2 separate regions of the Pan troglodytes genome follow, and region 2 is linked to region 1. Evidence: chromatin contacts called from public Hi-C data. All regions are on one chromosome and are shown on one strand. Each heading gives the region's core, a stretch centred on a gene start, on an enhancer-like site or on the middle of the called end of the contact. The rest is flanking DNA. Distances are from core to core; before and after follow the strand shown. Region 1 has its middle 540 kb from the start of JAG1. Region 2 has its middle 330 kb from the start of BTBD3.

Region 1 (4,379 bases), core at 793-3,292:
TGTCATTTGGTATAGACATATTTTTTATTCACTTATTTCTTGCTTTCTTCATGCAATCAATTAATTATAGGTATTTAATAATGAAAGCAATTAAGTAAATATTAAAGAAACAATACAATAAGAAACAACAAATTAAGTTTCTGTCCTTTTAAAACATACCTAAATATCGATAGTCATCTTATTGCAATCATTTATCTACAAAATCTTTTAGAACTTCACTCTTATGTTCTTATATGCTTGGCCTTCAGGGAAAAAAAAGAGAATTATGTACATGACCTGCTCATGTGCTCCACTATATTATGCCAATCAAATAAAATATACATAAATAGTAAAAATCATCCAATCTAAAGCTAAAGAGAACCATTATTTCTGGTCCTTCCTTTCTAGTCAATGTCATAAAACTAGAGTTGGTGATAAATCTAAGTTTTATAATATGCAGGAATCTTTCCTATTAAGCTATCATAATAATATATGCATATATATATAAATGCACATATAAGCAACTCATAAACATGAATATTTGTGGTATATTTCTAAATGTTTCAACATGCTAGGTATTTTGCAATTTTTCTCTCTTAGGATAACTGTTGCCAGAATATGTTTTCTCTTTTTGTAGTCTTAGCATGGACAAAACAAGTAAATACAAGAGAGGTTTGGTCTGGGATTTACTCACTTAAGGGGGAAGAAAAGATTCTAGTTGTAATTAAGTTTTAAGGCAGGTGGAAAATATACCCTTGTTCAACCATCTCAATCCTGGGCACTTCTACCCTGAAGCTGTGATGTACATTGAAATCAAAATATGGTTGATTTTGATTTTGAAGTAAACATTTTTTTTCCTAGCACACAACAGCAAATCTGACACTTAAATATGTGAAAAACAGAAGCCAGAACAAATTCAAAATAAATATGAGTTACTAACAGTTATAGATTAGGGAGTTCTGTTTCCACAAATCCTTAGCAAGGAGTATGCTCACAAAGCATGTAATTACACTAACAACTAACATGATAGATTTCTTAGACTCAAGATCACACAACAAAGTAATAATAATAACAATACTTATATCTCTGGGGCACTGCTTTTCTACTGTTGGGATCTAAAATTCCTAAGTCAATATCTTATTTATTTGCTGAGAACCAACCCTTTCACTTTTCTAAATTTTTCCATATTAGGATTTCATGAACTAGTAGATCAGGTTACTACTCCTTATAGAAAGCTGCTGGAAAGTGCAAACTAAAGTGCTGGAATTTTAATGCCATATTTTAGTGGAGTAAATGCATGGTAGAGGAAGATTAATTAGGTTTAAGACAGAAGGAGAGTCCAATTTAATTTTGCCCCATTACTCAACTTGCCTGGAAATTATACTTAGTGTGTGGGATTCTTCCCCCGAGGGGAATAGCGCAGAGCCTCCTTCCTACCCTGTCAAGCACAGGAAGCTGTGTAGTCTTTCTGTGCTCATTCTGTTCTATGCCCGCAGAGGTCTGTTTGTGCCAGGACAGCTTTGCAAGGCAGTGGAAATCCTTTTCTGGCACAAGATTTGCAAGATGTGGAATGGGCCTGTATGGTTAAGATACGTTAGCATGAAAATCCAGCTTTGACTGAAAAGTCTCAAAGAGGCTTAGGCTCCAATTCTGTGTCAGGAGGGAGAAGCAGAGAGAAATATATTGTCATATTCCAATTATTTCCAAGTAGATTCTTGCCTTTGCAATTCCGGTTTAGCCAAAGAAGAACTTCCAGAGCTGAATAAGGAAATGCTCCAGAAGAAACACTATGCCGAAAATGCACCTTCCTTCTTCCCCTCTCAAGTTCCATGTTTATTAGCCCTGGAAAAGCCCTCTTTTTACCTGTTGAAATTCTTTAAGCCCCAACTCTAACTCATTAATCCTTCCTTAGTCCTTTTCAATATCTTGCCTCTAAATTCTTAGAGTATATAGCCTGTGCCACAGAACTTGGCAGTGAAACTCCACAGCTTTACACCTTCCAACCTGCAGACTTTGAAAGACAGAAGCAAAACTCTGTGTGAGGTCAGACTCATCAACTGTGCCTACCAACAGAGGGCGTAGCAGTTGGGAAAGTGGTCTTACGAACCAACTTCCTAGTATTTGCTGGAGGATATTCTAGGGTTTGTCACTGTTCTTAGCCTGTCTCTCATAGTAGAGCACAAGCTTTTGAGACCTGGAAGTAATCTTTGTTAATAACTCGATTGTGTTATGATCTACAGTTTCTCTTCTGGTCTCCTTTCCCTTCCAATGCTTTTAAGTCGTCTTTGCTAACTCTAATGCCAGGTGTCACCCATAGGCACAGTTCCTGAGCTAGTCTGAAGAACCCTGGAAACACTATGGTTCCTTGACAATAAGATGCCTTAAACTTTAAGATAAACTATCAACCTAGTAATAATGAAAAATAGCATTGCATTAAGTGTGCTTATTGATTATAAAATGGACTTCAATTTTTAAAATATTGTGTAGTGTGTGTGAGAGTTTTTTTTTTTTAATGGTCACCATAGAACTGATAAATAAGGCCTATCAGGAACATCACCACCAAATCCAGTGAAACTTGGAACTGAGTTGCTTTGATCACAGATGGACTTGTGGTCGTGAGTCCCCAGGGTGGTAATAATTCTACCTGCTGAAATGTGAAGCCTTGTCTTAAGCTTTACAATGGACGATTGGGGTTTTACTATTATTAATACTGCTTCCCTATAAAGCTAGATTTTTCTCTTTGAATCCTGACTTGATTTAGTGAAGTTTTGTGCCTTTTCAGCTTGCCATGATCTTGTTCTTTTTTCCCTACTGGTTCTGTATTTTCCTCTTATAGGATTAAGATAATTTATGGAAATGGGCTAGAGTCCCCAAAATATAAAAAGACTTTTACACAATCATCTCTAAAGATTTCATTGTATTTCATAGTATATTTCTATTACTTATTTAATTAATGTCTTTGTTGCTGGACATTTATAGTATATGCCCAAATATAAACAAAATGAAATAAAAATAGATTTCTCATTTTTCAAAAAAGTGGATTAAAAAAACACGATGTTTTGGCCCACTTGTCTCCATTTTTTTAGCTGTTCATCAGTAGTTTCACACTTGATTTGGCCCAGTTTTCTTTTTTGAGTAAGTAACTATGCGGAATGTGTTTGTATGTCAAGGTCGCTGTTGTTATTGTTTGCATTTAGACATAATTCCTTTGCAAACTTACCGAGAATTGAGACTATGAAGTAAAAGTATATGAATATATTTAAGGCCTTTTACAATTGTTTCTAAAATTTAAACCACTGTAGGTTCCCATTAAGTGTATACAAAAGTAGTAAGATGAGTCAGGTTATATTTTTCTAAGATTGTTTTCAAGTTTTTTCTGAAATTTCCATTTTATTTGCAAGAGTGTTCGTAATATCTTAACAATGTCTGCATTATGTATGTGATGGCCTCCTTGTCTTCCTGATTTTGATTATTTGGGCTTTCTTTTTTTTCCTTTTCTTAACATTAATTTTCTAGATGTTTTAAAATTTTGTCTTTTCAATGAACCAAAATTTTGGCAATGTTTATCTTCTCTGCCCTATTTTTATCATTTGAACTACTTTATTCTACTTTGTGAAAGTTTAGTAACTCCTTGTAATGAATGCAGATATCATTTGAATATTTGTCCTCCCCCACATTTCATGTCGAATTGTAATCCCCAGTGTTGGAGGAGGGGCCTGGTGGGAGGTGACTGGATCATGGGAGTGGGACCCACATGACTTGGTGCTGTCCTCATGATAATGAGATCTCCTGAGATCTGGTCATTTAAGTGTGTGGTGGCTCCGACTTCTCTTGCTCCTCCTCCTACCATGTAAGACACCTGCTCCCCCATCGCCTTCCACCATGATTGTAAGCTTCCTAAGGCCTCCCCAAAAGCAGATGCTGTGCTATGCTTCCTGTACAACCTGTAGAACTGTGAGCCAATTAAACCTCTTTGCTTATAAATTACCCAGTTCCTGGTATTTCTTTATAGCAATGCAAGAACAGACTAATACAAATACCTAGTTTGTGCATTTCAGCCTCTTTTTTACTGTATTGATTTTTCCTTGCAATTCTATTAACTACTGAGCAAGATAATATGCTAAAATTCTGAGTGGTTATTTTTGATTGGTTTGTTCTTTCAATTCCTGAAACAGATGTGTTAAAGGTCTCTTATATGAGTGTAGTTTTGTCTATATCTTCTTTTGATTCTCTTATTGTCCACGTCTTCTTGTGGTTCCATCAATTTTTGATTTATATGCTGTGAATCTCTATCATTTAGGTGCATGGATATGTAAAATCATTACATCTTCTTGTGAGTTGAAGTCGTTATCATTATAAAGTGACTATACCTTTTGCCTTAAATCTATTATGTTTAGTAT
Region 2 (4,449 bases), core at 1,400-3,899, 350 kb before region 1:
ATTCACTCCAGAGCTCCCTGCAGGGCAGGGGAGGCTTCTGTGGGCTGCCCTCACAGTTCAGCTTCCCCTGTGTCTTCCACAGGGCTTGATCCCTAATAAATACCTTGAAACTCAGACTCTGTTTTGGCAGCTGATTCTGGAGAACCCCACCAGCAAAGGTTATTGAATCTGAAGGAAAGGAAAGATAGAAAGAAAATGAAAATTAATTCGAAGAAAAAGAATGTGCAGGATGTGGGGCAACATAAGTAAATATAGATTCATTCGTTTCTTAGAGAACATTTTTTATCCTTTGGAAGCTACTTTAAATTATTGTTGTACACAAAGTTGCAGAACAGGAAATAGAAACATCATTGGCCCACAGGCCCAATAACACAGATATGTACAAGTGAGTTTTCCCTAAGACCTGGGCATATCCCTACGTATGAGAGGTAATAGATTGCCATAGCATTTATACGACAGCATTAGAGGAAAAATAATCACTTTTGTGCCCCCCACCAAAGTACACTCTGACAGTAAAGTCAAATAAATATAATCTTGGTGAATATTAGAGGGGCACGAAGAAAACAAGCCGCCAAATGAAATTTTATAGGACAGGCATATTCTGAGTACTCAGAGAGAAAGAGAAATTCAAAGGGCTTTTTGAACAAGTGATTCCGGAGACAAATTTTGAAGGAGAAGTTTTGTGGCGATGACTTGGGAGTGGGAAATGATTCCATCACTCCTGTTTCCCAGCTGAGATAAGGGAATTCTGTTAGCTGCACACTGCACGGACAGAAACAGGGTTACCTGGAGAGCCCTGACAGCAATGTTTGTGGTGAAGGTGTGGTTCTGGAAGTGAATTTCCATCCAGGCATTGTGCTGACTCTATCACTTAGCAGTTCTGTCATCAATATCTTTGGATTTGAATTTCCTCATCTATAAAACACGATTAATAATGGCTACCTCATAGGGTTATTGTGTGGCTTAAATACATGTGTTTGGGTAAAACACTCCAAATAGGTTGGTTAATGTTATATTTGGGGAAACCTCGATCTGTCAGCTGAGGCACGCCTTTTGGAGGAGGAGTATATTGGCGAACATGGTGAAACCCCGTCTCTACTAAAAAAATACAAAAAAATTAGCCAGGGGTGGTGGCGAGAGCCTGTAATCCCAGCTCCTTGGGAGGTTGAGGCAGGAGAATCGCTTGAACTGGGGAGGTGGAGGTTGCAGTGGGCCAAGATTGTGCCACGGCACTCTGGCCTGGGTGACAAGAGCAAGACTCCGTCTAAAAAAAAAAACCACTGGGTAGGCTGGGCTCGGTTGCTCACGCCTGTAATCCCAGCACTTTAGGAGACCAAGGTGGGCAGATCTCCTGAGGTTAGGAGTTCGAGACCAGCCTGGCCAACGTGGTGAAACCCAGTCTTAACTAAAAATACAAAAGTTAGCCAAGCATGGTGGCTTGCGCCTGTAATCCCAGCTAGTCGGGAGGCTGAGGCAGGAGAATCACTTGAAACCGGGAGGCAGAGGTTGCAGTGAGCCGAGATCGCGTCATTGCACTCCAGCCTGGGCAACAAGAACAAAACTTCATCTCAAAAAACAAACAAACAAACAAACAAACCCAAAACCATCAGGGAGCCCTGAACACTCAGAAAAGGTAATTCTAGAGGGAGACAATTAGATCCATGGAGTTGAGTCATCATTAGTTTCATCAAAGAGAAGAAACACGCTGAGTCCTCAGAGACAGCCACTTTCTGAGACCCAGTGTCTGTGCGTTATTCTTTGACAGAAGTTCTCCCTGACGGATGCAGCCGTTGGTCCCAGTCTCTACTTCGTCTTGACTGTGATGATTCTCTACGTATAAAACCCTCCACCAAATTATAAACTAGGGAGACTCAGCTAAATATAGGTGCTCAAAAACATACTGAATTTGAATGTTGGACGGTTTAGTGCCCAGCTTCCCCACACATATTCACAACACAACAAAACACAATAACGTTAGCCCATGTGTCTGTGCCAGTACTTCCCTTTTAAAAAATCAAAAATACAGCCAGCAGATGGCGAGAGTGGATCATATTTGAACTGTAGGTAAACTAGGTTTTCAGTAGTTTTTGGAGACACTCCTCAGTTACTTTTTATTTGTTGTTTGTTTTGGTTTCCTTTTCCTTTGAATGGAATCAAATTTGCACCTCAGGGCAGAATTAGAAGTAATCACGAAGGTAACTAAGAAAAAAAAAACCAAGGTGAACTAGGGCTTAAGGGCTCTAAATACATCGTTTTATTAACTCTCAAACATTTTTTAGGAGGGTAAGTTTGGAAGGGGAGAGGAGTAAAAAGCCAAATAGTTTGGATAATCGCCCAAATGTAGGTAGGTTGATTAAAATAGTCATTCATTTCTGAAGTACTCAGCAATACTGCTTCCAAGATATGTCCCTTATATTTTACTCTCACATATAATTATTGGCCAAAAATTGTGGGCTCAACCCTAGAGGATAAATTTTACAGGTCATAAATGTTCTAAATGTTGTTCTTCTCTGGACTGCCCAAGGCAGCCTGAACAACAGGCTGAGATTTGCTTCAGGTTATCTCTCCACCATCTTCAACGCTCGCCCACAAATGAGATGCCAAGGGTCACTCTGTGTCAGGACTTGGTGAGAAAAGCCACTGGAATGTTTAATTTCTCTCTGGACAGAAAGCTTCTTTGTCCACACATGTATTGTAATGCTGGGACACACAGTTGTCCATGGGGGGAAAGAAAGGGCTACAAAGAATGCAGAAAAAATAAATAATATAAGTCAAGCACATAGTTACCTAGGAAGGTAAATGTGAGGATTGGGGAAGTTTACAGAAAATAAAAATTGTTCACAGGATCGCTAAATATTTCCTCACTCTTTAAGATGACATTAAGATATGTTAATTTTTAAGCTATTTTAATGTTTGAGAATCATGACTCTATGAGAGAGAGAGAGAGAATGCCTGTATTTCCAAGTTTGCAAGTAAGTAAGGTCAAGTTAGAAAGTCAGAGACAGGAAGCAGAATGTGTGTGTGTGTGTGTGTGTGTGTGTGTGTGTGTGTGTGTGTGTGTAGAATATTCCTGTCTGCTTTGTGCCACAAATTCTTGGAAAGGCTGTTGTATGCCTAAGTTTAGCTCCACTATATAGCTTGTTGCAGTTTCTGTACCTAAAAGAAGGGTCCTTGTGTCCCCACAAAATATCTTTTCGGTTATTGGGTGAGCTATGCCCATCCACTTAGCATAGGTATTTACAAACACAACAACATAGATGACATACATGATAACCATTTTATAAAGAAAGGTTTCAGAATTATTTTTAGCTTGTAATTTTATTCTGATTGATGTCTTCATTGAATATACTGGACAGACTTTTAAACAGTTAATAAAACAACACACCTCTAATATCTGTTTGTGAAAATGTAAACTAGATATGCTTACATAAGGAAAAAAAACTAAAGCAAGGTAAAAACGTAGATATTTTCGAAGCAACTCATCTAAAACTAACTTCCAAACATACTTTAAAAGTTTGAATCTAACAATATTCTTCAGAACATTGGTTGACTAATTTAACTAGTTTTTTTTTAAAGCAAAAAAGGTACAAAGATTTTGGACACAGTATTATATTAATGTGACACCAGAAAACATCTAAAGGTTAAAAATCCAGGAAACTGTCTAGCATACAAAGGCATGTTCATTCATGGAAATACTTTGTTGTGAAAACAAGTAATTGACGTGTTTATGTTCATAACATTAAAAACACAAAGATAAAAAATTGTGCAAATAGTATGAATGCAAAACACCACAAATTAAAACAAATTCATAGACAATATGACTGGAAGAAAATTCATCGATAAGTCCATAGCAGAAATACCTGGGGGTGATGTTCTGGTTCATTTATTTCTGAATTTCTCTGTAATTTTCCCCTAGATTTTAATGGCTATTTCTATTAAAAAGACACGTATAAACATGTAAGTATTCATGTTTTAAGTCATCATTTTGCATAGTTCTGTTTCCAGCCTCAGTTTGTTCTTCTGCAAAATAAAGGCATTCTGGTATCCCACGTGTCTGTATCAAAACAACCCCTTGAGCATTAAAAAAATAAATAAATAAAATGACTAATAAGACATGTATAGACTTTAGAGGTGGCTTGCAATTACAATTTTATTATTAAAATAAGACTTATTAAAATAAGAGAGAAAACATGTATCTCTGGTAATGTGAAAAGAAGAAGAATTCGCAGCTTATTCTTCTCATATCATAAAATTTTCTCCACCTACAAGATACCACAGTGTCTCACATGGAACCCTTACAGAGTTACTCCTTTTGGTTAAAACATTTGCCTTTATCCCAGCACTTTGGGAGGCCGAGGCAGGCGGATCACGAGGTCAGGAAATCAAGACCTTCCTGGCTAACAAGGTGAAACCTCGTCTCTACTAAAAATACAAAAGTTAGCCGGGCGT

The links. A called contact is a pair of places that touch in the nucleus more often than the background predicts.
Region 2: a Hi-C map of stem cell-derived neural progenitor cells shows a contact between it and region 1, with 5 times the contacts expected there. The contact joins two enhancer-like sites. A contact is called at or near these places in 2 of 7 Hi-C or Micro-C datasets (induced pluripotent stem cells and stem cell-derived neural progenitor cells).

Annotation. Positions count from the first base shown.
Region 1 is chr21:17,722,009-17,726,387 of NHGRI_mPanTro3-v2.0_pri, reverse strand. No RefSeq gene overlaps it. Among named protein-coding and RNA genes, the nearest start is that of JAG1, 540 kb to the right of the region's middle. Within about 2 kb of position 2,042, at least 1 of the 24 cell types and tissues checked has an H3K27ac peak or open chromatin away from gene starts, as enhancers often do. A contact at or near this core is called in stem cell-derived neural progenitor cells, where this site is marked.
Region 2 is chr21:18,068,856-18,073,304 of NHGRI_mPanTro3-v2.0_pri, reverse strand. No RefSeq gene overlaps it. Among named protein-coding and RNA genes, the nearest start is that of BTBD3, 330 kb to the left of the region's middle. Within about 2 kb of position 2,649, at least 6 of the 24 cell types and tissues checked have an H3K27ac peak or open chromatin away from gene starts, as enhancers often do. A contact at or near this core is called in stem cell-derived neural progenitor cells, where this site is marked.